2 separate regions of the Mus musculus genome follow, and region 2 is linked to region 1. Evidence: chromatin contacts called from public Hi-C data. All regions are on one chromosome and are shown on one strand. Each heading gives the region's core, a stretch centred on a gene start, on an enhancer-like site or on the middle of the called end of the contact. The rest is flanking DNA. Distances are from core to core; before and after follow the strand shown. Region 1 overlaps Lats2 (large tumor suppressor 2). Region 2 holds the start of Lats2 (large tumor suppressor 2).

The links. A called contact is a pair of places that touch in the nucleus more often than the background predicts.
Region 2: a contact with region 1 is called in a Hi-C map of cortical glia, with 1.7 times the contacts expected there. The contact joins the promoter of Lats2 here to the enhancer-like site in region 1. A contact is called at or near these places in 19 of 39 promoter capture datasets (the 3T3-L1 cell line, 3T3-L1-derived adipocytes, the C10 cell line and 11 more), 46 of 484 Hi-C or Micro-C datasets (the AML12 cell line, DN2 thymocytes, the G1E-ER4 cell line and 32 more), 11 of 115 datasets of contacts at active chromatin or transcription factors (the HPC-7 cell line, cardiomyocytes, craniofacial prominence and 7 more) and 5 of 9 other capture datasets (adipose tissue, embryonic stem cells, liver and 2 more).

What each region holds. Positions count from the first base shown.
Region 1 is chr14:57,703,695-57,709,815 of GRCm38.p6, forward strand. The region is part of intron 2 of Lats2 (large tumor suppressor 2); the gene reads right to left. Among named protein-coding and RNA genes, the nearest start is that of Gm26440, 8.9 kb to the left of the region's middle. Within about 2 kb of position 3,852, at least 114 of the 459 cell types and tissues checked have an H3K27ac peak or open chromatin away from gene starts, as enhancers often do. A contact at or near this core is called in adipose tissue, adipose-derived mesenchymal stem cells, cerebral cortex and 15 more, where this site is marked.
Region 2 is chr14:57,742,209-57,748,603 of GRCm38.p6, forward strand. It overlaps Lats2 (large tumor suppressor 2), which reads right to left and starts at 3,915. Exons shown (of 8, transcript NM_015771.2): 1 at 3,682-3,915. It overlaps Gm52140, which reads left to right. Exons shown (of 3, transcript XM_030248241.1): 2 at 3,087-4,130. The coding sequence ends at 4,104.

The sequences.
Region 1 (6,121 bases), core at 2,602-5,101:
CCCTGGAGCTCTGTCCACATCCATACAGCTCTGTCCCCTAAAAGTGTTTGCAGAATGAACACACAACAGGAGAGGGCAGTGACATTACCGTGAATTGAAAAGATGGTTCCCGTCTACCCAGGGAAAGCATAGATCCTTTCAAGGACAGATGTACTTGGAAAAGGTGGAAAGCCCATCCAAGTGGAGACAGTTACTCAGGGCTGATGGGCTAGACAGAAAGGAGCTGTAGGTGGAGCACACCAGGAGGGTAGCGGCAACACCCAGGCGCATGTAATAGGACAGGGAACCCCCACCTAGGGTTGGGCTATCACTGGCTTTGCCTATTTGTAATATCAAGGGAACTTTCAAACACAGACACACATAATCTGAAGATGAAGCTGGGGGCAACACGGGGTGCAGAGCTTCAGGCACTCTGGGGCAGAGATGAAGGAAGCAGAAGGTGACATGGCCAGGCAGCTAAGAGAAGAAGCACTGAGAGGGGGTAGGTTTTGGTGAGAATGGTAGGCAGTAGGGGACATGGAGGGCTGGTTAGTAGTAGTCAGTCTAGCTGCAGAACAGAGAAGTACTACCCTCACTGTTCCTGGCCAGGCCTGATGACACCTGGCCATTTATCCCAGTCCACTTCCTTAAGACTGGGAGAGGAGCCAGGCGTGGTGGTGCACGCCTTTAATCCCAGCACTCAGGAGGCAGAGGGAGGCGGACTTCTGAGTTCGAGGCCAGCCTGGTCTACAAAGTGAGTTCAGCCAGGGCTATACAGAGAAACCCTGTCTCGAAAAACCAAAATAAATAAATAAATAAATAAACAAACAGATAGACTGGGAGAAAACAGCTGGGCATGGTGGGGTAATCCCAGCACTCAGGAGGCAGAGGGAGGCGGACTTCTGAGTTCGAGGCCAGCCTGGTCTACAAAGTGAGTTCAGCCAGGGCTATACAGAGAAACCCTGTCTCGAAAAACCAAAATAAATAAATAAATAAATAAACAGATAGACTGGGAGAAAACAGCTGGGCATGGTGGGGTAATCCCAGCACTTGGGAGGCAGGTGGATCTCCAGGCTAGCCTGGTCTACAGAGCAAGTTCCAGGCCAGCCAGAGCTACAGAGAGAAACTCTATCTGGTGGGGGAGGAAGACTTGTAAGAACTCTGTCAGAGTCTGGACCCCACATCCCTCATAGCTTCATCCACCCACTCCACAGGGCCTAGAACCACGCAACCATCTACCATTAAATGATGTTCTGTTCCTGGCTGTTTGACAACTGAGACAGGACACACCAGAAAGTCACGGCCAGACCTGGGAGTGGACAGACTGCAGGTCAAAGGAAGCAAGATGAACTGACGGAGGTCTGGGAACCACTACAAAGAGGAGGGGCTGGAGTGAGAGCTGAAGAAGCAGGCTGGGAAACAGTGGCGGGACCAAGGTTCACCACCTGGGATTCCCGGGTAGGAAAGCAGCAGAGCTCAGACATGAAGCATTCCCCACCTCACCTGCAGCCTGGTGATGACACCTCACCTTCCCTACTTCATGGCCAAGCTATGCGATGAGGTCATGTCTACACACTCTCAAGACTGCATCTCAGCTCACCACTTGGAGCCTTTTGTTCCCATTAAAAATGTGCCAAGTGGAGCTGCCCCTAACCACAGGCCGTTTGGCACTAACAGTCCAGCTGCTTAGTGTGAACTGGCTGTCTCTTTAGGTTAAGTTACCTGCCTAAGCTCCTTCCATTCAGGCCCTGCCAGCAGCCAGGGAAGCAAAAGCACCAAGAAGAGCTTGCCACCTGTGTATGAAGCCAAATTCCCCACTGACTTCAAGATCCGTGAGCTTCCTGCGCTTCCGATCTAGGGACTGAGACAGGTGGAGTCTATGAAACCTGGGACGAAGACTTGGAAGAGCAGGCATGTTTTAAATCATAAGACCAAGTGACATTCATGAACCAGCATGTTCATAAATAAAACCTTCAGTTCTGCCCTTTGCATATGTGTCCATCGCTGATGGGTAGCAAATCTGTAGTCTCTAAACACTAACTCATGTACACTCCTGCACAAATCCAAATACTTACTGGCGTTTGCTTTGGTGGAGCTCAGGGTGGGACCCAGGCCCTCCCTCACACACTCTGGCAATGCTCTACTACTAATTTCCGCCCCCAACCTCCTTCGGCTCTTTAGTTAAGAGCTAAAGGAAGTCTAGAATCTGTTTCTAAGTCTACCAGGAGCACAGGTCTAAGTGTCAAGGACAATACATGTAGAGTCACAATGGGACATGGCGAGAAGTCTCCTGAGACCCGAGTGTGGCAGAGCCCAGCACAGTAACCTGACCTCTCCCCTTCCTTTCTCAGAACATTGCACCAGTGGGAGTCAGTGCATGAGTGTGCACACTCTACTGCTGCCTAGCATCTATCTGTGCATCTTTCTCAAACCTTCTACCAGGTCTGAGCATATCTGCTCATCTGAGGAATGAGCTACCTAGGGCTGCTCTGGGATTGAGTGGGCCACTGGTGTCCCTGTGTCCCAGGACCATTTCAACATCAGCTGCTGTCCTTCTCAGAAGCATCTTATATGTCTCTGGTAGAAAATATAAAGATGACAGTTAAATAATTTATGTGCATTTGTTATCAAATACCTCTAATACTTCATATTTTATCCTTTTAACCATAGCTACATAAACAATGTGTTGCGCTCCCCTCACCAGGCCTTAATACCTATCTCTGGTTTTCTCTGGGGTACCTCAAGCCCAGGCTAGGCTTGTAGAGATGGCAAACCCTTCTCCCTGGATCCATGTGTGGATGTTAAAGTGTGTACAGAGAATTTTCACCAAAGCTTCTCCTATCCGCATGAAGACTGCCTGAACACTGCTCCCCTATAGAGTTGGCTCCTACTGATATTAGCTAAACCTGCCCCTTATAATCTGTACCAATAACCTCTCTGTTCAACTGTACACAATAGACACTCTGCAGCTTCTCCATCTGAGAGTCCAGATCTGCCCATGTCAGCTTTTCTGTTTCGCTGTGTCTGGCTGGGTGTCATTTCTTCATTCCCTTGTCCTGCAGGTCCAGCCCCTGATTGCTGTGTACTGGGTGTTGGGCAGCAGGCTCAGGTGCCCTCTGGATGCTCCAGCAAGACCTCACGGCTAGCTTGTGCCTGAGAGAATCTTCTCTGCTACAGCTGCATCACCATTCTGCCTGTCAGTCTGCCTACCCACAGGACAGGAACCAACCCACCAGAGGCTCCCGCCACGCTGGAAGCGCCAGTGACAGTACTCTTCTTTTGTGGCTCACTTCCCACACTTTCTCTGTGCACACAAGTAAGGGCTGTGGGAGTGAATCTCTTCTTCCAGGTTCACCTAGCTCAGAGCCATGCAGGGACTGGGCTGACAGTTGCTATAAAGTGTAATGGTTTTACTAGCATCCCTTGTGACTGTGAGTTATTTAAATTCAGTGACAATTTATTATGTATGAAGGAAAGAATTTCCTATGCAGATCCTCTCCCACCCATCCGGGTGAGGAAGCATTTTTCAAACATTAGCAAAGCCATAGCCCATGCTTTAACGTTCCAGCCCTGAGGTTTGGCTGAAAACCTAGGGATGGGAGTGCTCTGGCCTTGCTAGGTCTTCCCGTGACCGCATCAGTCTATGGCTGCTGGTCGGAGTCTCTCACACAACTTGTGATTTCAGTCCAAGGAGGGGAGCGACTGGCTGAAGGGGCTGGGTCTGCAGGCCATAGTGAATGTTGTCTCAAAGCCTAAAGGATTTCATTTCATGGAGAGAACAAAGAGAAGCATGTGGCTCCCCAGGCCGGGGCGGAGGGGAGGGTGCCAGAGAGGCTTAAGCAGCGGCCAAGGTCTCCCGCTCCACCCGCTGTCCTCCTCAGGCTGACTGCTGCCTTTCTCGAAGTTGCTTCCAGGAACCTTCTGGAAGCACAGAGGAACAGTGTTTCAGGGCCTCCCACTGACAATTGTCAGCTCTAAACAGAAATACGGCCCCAGGGGACTGTGAAACTCAGGATATCCACCCATCTTCCCAGCCTTTGTGCTTTATAGAGAGAGCCTGGAGCTCAGCATGGCCCTGAGAACGTGTTCCAGCAAAGCCAGAAGCCTAGGAACAGACGCAGCCTTGGTGTATGAGACAGAAAGGGAGCTGCTACTCCACCCACCCCTGTGCGCCAGATAGGAGCAATTCAGTCCAGAGATCAGCCTTCGAGCCTGCCTCGGGGCTCTATGCTGAACATTGCTGAGGAAAATATATTTTCAAAGGTAACTTAGTGGGGATTGAGGAAGAAATCTGTTTTAAAACTAGACCAACAGGAAAAATTGGCAACCCTGCCGATGACCAAACACTAATAAAAACGGCACCTTCCAGCTTGTCAGCACCAATAAAGTTATTAATAACAAACAAACAAAATCACAAAACAAAAAACACTTTCAAGCAAATATTTTTAAGAATAGTTATGAGCTGGAGAGCTGACTAGGTATGTAAGAGCACTTGTAGCTCTTGTAGAGGACCGGGTTAGCTTCCTGGCATCCCCACAGTGGCCAGCAACCATCAGAGACCCCAGTTCTAGGGAGATCTGCTACTCTCTCTCCTGACACCAGGGACTATGTGGTGTACAGACATACATGTACACACATAAAATAAAGCTGCAAAAAAAAAAAAAAAAAAGAAGAAGAATGAAAAGTTATGCCAGTAGGATGTCTCAATAGGAGAAGGGTATGCCACCAAGACTGACCATCTGAACTGTGCCAAGAACCCACACAGTGGAAGGAGAGCCAGCTCAGGCAGGCTGTTTCCACACAGGAACTTGCTACCCTAACACATACACTAAGTAACTTAAAAAATATTAAAATTTTTCTTCTTGGAATTTACTTTCAGGCCACTTTAACTGAGCCATAGTTAAAAGGCCCATCTCATAATGCCACCCGTCACAGTCTATCTGCGCCTCAAAGAGGAGCAGCGGGCAGAGTTAGAAACAGCCTGAGTTTCTAGAGGTGGAGAAGACTAATTATTCATGGACTCTCAGGGTGTACACAGCACAGGCATGGAGAAGCTCCCACAATCACAATTCTATCATCAGACACTTGCAGAAGGTCAATGTGAACAGGGTGGGAACACTCACTGTCTCCTGGCGCCAACCCAGTAGGCTTTCGAGCAGAGCTTAAGTGGAAAGAGTAAAAGAAGTCAGCTGAATCGGTTTCAGTTTGAAGTCATTAATTTTTTGTTGAAGATAAGAACATTAGCGTGCATCAAATCTTGCTATAATAAAAACAGCCTGTGCTATTTTTATCTCCTACTTATGGATGATCCCAAATTCTCCAGATTAACAGTGAACTGGATGAGCTCCTTTCAACTCTATAAGCCTCCAGAGATGTTTGACAGAATAAAGAAAAACTCCGTCACCAGGGGCAGATACAAGAGCCTCAGGCTTTACCTGATGGAAAACTTGCCCACAACCCCTAGTAGTTTCTACACAGCTACACGCATACTCCAGGAGTTGTGGGTCTATATTTCTATTCTTCTGTCCCTGGCTATGTTAGTGACCAAACATGCGTGCCCGCACTCCCTGTCCCCCGCCCCTACTCTGTCTGCACAAGCCGAGGGCCTTCTATTTGCTCCAAACAATAGACTGGCATGAAGCCTATTCATTGCCAGTGCGATGTCAGTTCTGGGCTTCACCCTCACAAAGCCTGGCTGTTTCCGTTTCCTCTCCTTGGGTCCATATAGCTAAGCACCCAGTTGACCCCGCCAGCATGCTGCAGTGACCTATGAGTGGAGCTACTGTCTGCGCCCAGCCTCAGCAGAGCAGCCTGGACGGAGCTCCACCCCAACATTCAGCAGATGCCACAGAGAGCAGAGCTGTTTGGCGGGGCCTAGCCAAACTAGAGTCATAAGCAAGGACGAATCACTGCTGCTTTTAAGCCACAGGATAGTTTATTCCATGGTGCCAATAACTGATAACCACTGCTTTCTCTGTGTGTAATCTGGAAAACACAGCCACTTGCTGACCTTGAATTTTGAATGATTTTATCACCTAAGTTTTCACCTGGATAAACTCAAATTTTGCTCTTCAGAAAAATATTTTCATCTGCCAGGTACAGTGGCTCATTCCTTTAATCCCAGCACTCTGGAGGCAGAGGC
Region 2 (6,395 bases), core at 2,665-5,164, 39 kb after region 1:
AGGCCAGCCAGTGAGTTCCAGGCCAGCCAGGGCTTCCCAATGAATCCCTACCTCAAAGCAAAGCAAAACCAAGACCCCAAACAAACTGCAAAATGAGAGCCCATTACCAAGTCCTCTTCTGAGCTGGGAAGCTACCAACCACTGAGCCAGCATGTTAGGCATTCATTCCTTCAGGCTCCCTACCCACCCAGCTCCAGCAGAATGCTAGCACATGTGGGGAGTTCTTACTCTCCTGCTTTCCAGTCCCACACAGGCTGCCAAACACATCAAACACCAACTAGTGAGCCAGCCAAAACCTGTACCTGTACACACTGGGGTTTTGTTGTTGTTTGTGTATGTGTATGAATGGCACAGCATACCTGAGGGCAGAGGACAACCTGCAGGAGTCAGTTCTTTCCTTCTACCATGTAGGTTCTAGGGACTCAAACTCCCGTCATTAGATTTGGGTTATCTTGCCAGCCTTGTCTTCGACGTGGTCTGTGTGTCCCAGGCTGGCCTCAAACTCACAATCCCCCTGCCTCGGCTCTTCTGCACTGGACTGGCAAATGCTTGCCATGATGTTCCCATTTCCTGTCATTTGTTTATATGTTTTGGGGGGTGGGAGGGGGGCACATTTTAAAACAGCATCTCTTAGACCAAAACCTCCAGTTGTTATTGAAATCACAACATACATGTACCACCCCAGTCCTGCCTACCCCAGAAAGTCCCAGGCTAAAGACTGCCCTTCATAGGAGGATCTCCCCAAGGAAAGCAGTGACTGTCTTCTTAGAGATTCAGGAAAACACTGCTTCCCCACTGTCCAATAATCCGGTCATCGTAAGACCTTGGTGAGTCTGTGTGCAGTGATCACAGTAGACAAGCGTTCCCTGCAGAATTCTAGGAGCAAGTCTCTGAAGAGGACAACACAGACCACCTCCATTGGCAGTCCACATCTGAGCAAGCTTTGCCTCCTCTGAACCCAGCCCTCTCCAAGTCCCCCATGATGTACAGTCTATTAAAGAACCCCAGAGGGGAAATCAACCTAGCTCAAGTACGTGTGTGTGTGTGTGTGTGTGTGTGTGTGTGTGTGTGTATGTATGTGTGTGTGTGTGTGTGTGTGTGTGTGCGCGCGCTCATGCACTCTCCAGCCTATTTTAATGCAAAAGCATGATTCTTTTAGATCTAAGGCCACCAACAGGAAAAGATGAAGGGCTACAGCTGATGGAGGAGTGTGGAGCTACTCTTGGGAGACTCCAACTTCTGTATAAAGTCACAGGAGTGAAGAATGTATCCAGGCAGTCAGACAGTGCTGCCGGGGGTGGGGGGCTGGGGACTTTTAATGTTTATGAAATAAATAAAACAGGAGAAAGACTGGGGGGGTAGGATGGAGTTAATTAGTAATGGAAAGTGTTAGCCCTCAGCATTCCTACTTCTGATAACTGTCAGCAGGCAGAGGGGTTCACATTCTAAACCCAGGCCTACTTCACTCAAAGCCAACTTCCATTCTTCAAGGTCTATGCCTCCCTAACTGTTTTAGAGACCGGCAGGGACTGCAAAGGTATCAGCAATCAGAATTAACAAGAAATGCAAAGTCCTGCTATGAAATATAACACTTTCCATTTTTCCTCTCCCCCTAAAAAATCCTATGTATGTCAAATATTGGCACACAAACAAAAAGTACTTGTTAATTAACTTTACAAAAAAAAAAAATCCACCACTCTCACAATGAAATCGACACAGTCTAGACATTAACCAACATAAAGTACTTGCCAAGTGAACGGCAAGCATTAAGCAGTGCCAAATTTCTCTCCTAATTTTAGTATCTCCACCAATTATCTCTACTTCCAACATTACTGTTTTATTATAGCTTCAAGATGAAACAACAAATCAAGTAGCATTGGGCTTAAAAGCATTGAGAGAGAGCAGTTAACTAACATTCAGGGATATTAGCAGCCCAAGCAAGTCCTGAAAACTCTGAGGGTGCGTGCTCCTCAGAGGGTGACACAACAGTTGTGCCTTTACACATCCCTCAACTCCAGCTGCTCCAGAGAACACACCAAGCAATGAGCTTTTTAGAAGGACTGAGATTTCTGGTAATTTCTACAGCTTCCACGAAGCTGAACCGCTCCTTCTGTGGACTGGAACATATCAACCATTTGTACAGCACATTCACAGCCAAGACAACATAAATGCATTAAATTTATCATCTGTAGTCCTTCAAGCATACTATTTTTAAATAGTACGAAATATTACTTAAAAGTTTCGCGCTATTACAAGCATGAAATAAATACAAAACGTTGTGTTGGTCTAGGTTTCCCGATACAAACACAAAACCCCCACCCCCGCGTTACCCTCCCCCACATGGTTCCCCAATAGCTTTCGTTCGAGTTTAGTGTGGATTTACCAGCTCCAACCTCCATTCTACTCTCCAGTGGGTTTTAAGGGCCTAGGGCAGGCTATTTACAACACAGCATTTAAAATAACAAGGCATTTTATTGTAAACGTGTTCCCCGCCCATCATTGAAAGTCCCTCCCACCACTGAAAGTCCCTCCCACCAAGGCCGTGATTTCTCGAAGGAAAGAAATAACCCACAGCTCCAATTTACATTTATACTATTCCAACTAGATGGCGAAGCTGAAAAACTCTCAGTTCAAAACTTCGGATTCTGTAATTCTGTATAGCAGCCTCTGTTGGTACCATATGAAGCTGACATTTTGAAGTGTGGTAAAAGTTAAGCAATTTCAAAGGAACCATGGTGAATTCGTTCAACAGCGTTTTCTATACCTGGATAACCAAAATTTTACGAGAGGCTGAATACTGTAATGTATTGTTAACTATAGTTAAGTTAAAAACAGGCTTTCTAAGCAGCGTCTGCATTCCTATGCTGGAAGATTTTTTTTTTTTTGTTAGCGCCTTATTACAACAGTTGCTAAAAGGGGAGAAAAGAAAAATCACAAAAAGTAGCCTTGTCTCCAGATTTAGCACTCAAAACTGGTGAGCATCATTTACTGACCTAACCTGGGGTTAAACTAAAAATATGGAGCAAGACTTGGTACAAATTCCCTAATAAGCGGCTACATTACGGGCAAGCAGGGGAAATTTAAAGGCGTGAAAAGTCCTCGCTCAAACTTTTTTGTCAACAAAATCTGCACGTCCAGTTCTCTCCCGCTCACACTCACAGGCATAAGTTTTCACCCGGCCGCCTCCTGCACGCCGCTGGTGGCCGAAGTCGCCCGGGCGAGACCCGGGCCACGCAGGCGAGGCTCGTGCGTGACCAGCGCTACGGACTCAGGCCGTGGAGTCGCGGCGGAGGCCGGCCCGGGAGAAGTCGGCTCAAAAGAGACGTTACGCAACCGCCCCGCACCGACCGCCGGACGGCGCAGCCGGGGACGGGACACCGGACACCGGGCGGGCACCGCGCCGCCGAGGGCCAGAGGTGCAGCGCGCAAGGCCGCGAGCGCGCGTGGTGGACGGCGCGGCGCACGGAGGCCCAGGCTGGGCGGGGTCGGCGCCGCGGGACGCGGGGTCTGGGCCTCCGGACGCCGCCGCGCGAGCACAACAAAGCCGCCCCGCCGCCGCCACCCGCTGCTCCGCACCCGCCCGGGACCCAGCGGACGGGTTGTCCCTGTCCCGCAGGGCAGCTCGCCCGTGGGACCGGGCGGAGCCCTGTCCCGACAAACTTCCCGGCCGCGGCCCCTCACCTCCGGGAGCGCTCTACACCCTCGGCGGCGTCCTGGCCCGCGGCTCCGGGACCTCGCGCGCCGGGAGACCGGGCGCCGGTGGCGGCAGTGGTTGCTGACCCCGGAGGGTCGGGGGAGCCCGGGGAAGCGGCGGCGGCGCTGGCGGCGGCGGCTCCATCTTCCCGGGGCGCTCACGCCGCGGTTCCGAAGCGCAGACCCGAGCGGGACATTCGCTACATTGTTGGCATTCCACGGGCGTCACGTGACCCCTCCTCCCGCGTCACTCCCGGCCGCATACCAGCCCGGGCGGGGCGCCCGCGGCCTTGCTACCCGCCGCCCGCTCCGCCCCACGGGCCGCTTCCTGCGCCGCCTGGCTGGGCGGCCACCTGCCCTGCGCTGGGCTCGCGTCGGAAGCCCCCAGCCCGGGAGCGCCGGTTTCCCTAAACGCCTCGTACCAGTGGGTGAGAAAAGTAAGTTCACAGGCCCCGGTGCCAGCCACGGAAAGTGCAGCCGGCTGCTGAGACCCGGGCATCAAATAATAAACCGGGACGCCTGACAGCCTGGGCTTAACCGGACGCAGGCTAACCAGCTCCCTCCCTGGGCACGTTTTAGGAAAGTGCCTTATGGTTTTATAAAACACATCAGTATTGCACGAACCAGCCGAGGAGACTGGCGTTTACACTTCGGCCACTCCTTTATCCTCCATTTGGGGATTTGGTCCAGGGACAGACGCTGAGAAATAACAGCGTGGAAGCAAAGTCTTTCGTTTACTATTGGCTGTCTAACGTCACACTCCCCACCAACTTACGATCTGTGGTAAGTGATGGTGGGGACTAATAGTCTTAAAAGTCAACCAGACTTCCTCTTTAATTAGCAAACGTGACATTTGAAGTTTCAATTCCGGAAGAAATTCACAAGAGTGAAGATCATTTGTACCAGTTTTTATTTTTGTCCTCGGGAAGGAAGTCGAGCCCCCTCTCCTGTGCCAAATTCAGGCTGTCTTGTCAGAAGAACCCTTGTCAGGACTGTTTTAACTGCCTCAACAGACTTTAGTCCTGGACTGCCCCTCACCACCACCACCCCCACCCCCACCCCCACCCCCACCTCTCTAATTCCCTTAAGGCTTCTTCCAGAGATTCTCATTTCTTTGTCCTTTGAACTTTAATAATTAAGCCTCTTGCAGATTAGCCTCATTTTCTTTAGTCAGCCTGACCCTGTGTGCTACACTGACATCTTGCACCGTGATGAGAAACCAATGCATCAAGTAATATTCTGTAAAAGAGGAGTCTAGCACTCACCTGGGAACTTCCTCCCCCATCTCCCCAAGCGCACTGGCAACCTTCACTGTGTGTTAAAAGTTCCTATCTCTTGCTCTAAGAAATGTTAGGGAAGCCGGTTAGTGATGCACACCTATAATCCCAGCTCTCAGGAAAGCAGGTGATCTCTGAGTTCAAGGTCAATCTGGTTACAGAGAGAATTCCGGGACAACCATGGCTACACAGAGAAACCCGGTAGAGGGGGAAAGTAGGGGTGCAGAGGGAGGGAGGGATGGAGGAAGGGAGAGAGAGACAGAGAGACAGAGACACCAGTGCCAAGGGATCCAATGCCTTGTTCTGTGGGTAAATGCACACACACATGTGCATATGCTTAGCACAGACACACACATAAATAAAAATAAATCTTTTTTTTAAAAGAACAAAAATAACTTTCTTTTTGTCAAACAGTGGTGGCGCATGTCTTTAATCCCAGTACTGAGGAGGCAGAGGCTGGCTGACCTCAGAGTTCGAGGCCAGCCTGGTCTACTGAGTTAATTCTAGGACAGCCAGGGCTACACAGAGAAACCCTGTCCAAAAACAACGAAACAAACAAATAAGCAAGAACTCTTTGCAACAGCACTATTTATAATAGTGAAAAGCCAAGGACAGCTGGACAGCAGGAGCAGAGAGAGAGAAGCTAAGTAAAGAGGCCGGCTTTATTTCTGCCAAAGGACAAATGATTACAGACAGAATTCAGAACCAATGTGGGGTGAACAAAAGCAAACTGCAGAACTGTACATATGTCATGACACCATCTCCATAAATAAACACAGGCTTTGGACTCTGTACTCACCTCTCTTACATACCACAACCATGATAGCCATAGCCCATTTACAACCATGATAGCCATAGCCCATTTACAACCATGATAGCCATAGCCCATTTAGAAGGAATGGAAATTGGACAGAGGAGGGAACACTAATGTTTTAAGTTAATCTACAGTGCTTGCTGCTTTTATTAAAAATCTGAAGGTAAACTGTCAACATTCTTTTTTTTTTTTTTAGATTTATTTATGTGTATGAGTCTTTGGCTTGAATGTAGGTAGGTGCACCACATGTGAGCCAGGTGCCAATGGAACCCAGAAAGGGGCATCGGGTCCCTCAGAACCAGAGTTGGGGGTGGCTGTGAGCCACAAAGGTGATGCTACACTACTTATGCCTTTAATTTTTAAAATGTTTTTAAATACGCGCATCTGAGACTAGAAACAAATTGGAAATAAGTGTCTTAGATAGGGCTTTGATGAGGGAACTGATCGACAGTCGATCAAGTCAGGCATCATGGAGTGTTCCCATAGTCCCAGCACTCAGGAGAGTCAGCAGGAGGATAAGAAGGCTAAGGTTATCTGAAGCTACATAGTGAATTCTAGTCCAGCTTTGAGGCAGTGAGACCCTGTCTTTAAAATAATAATAATTTTTAAAG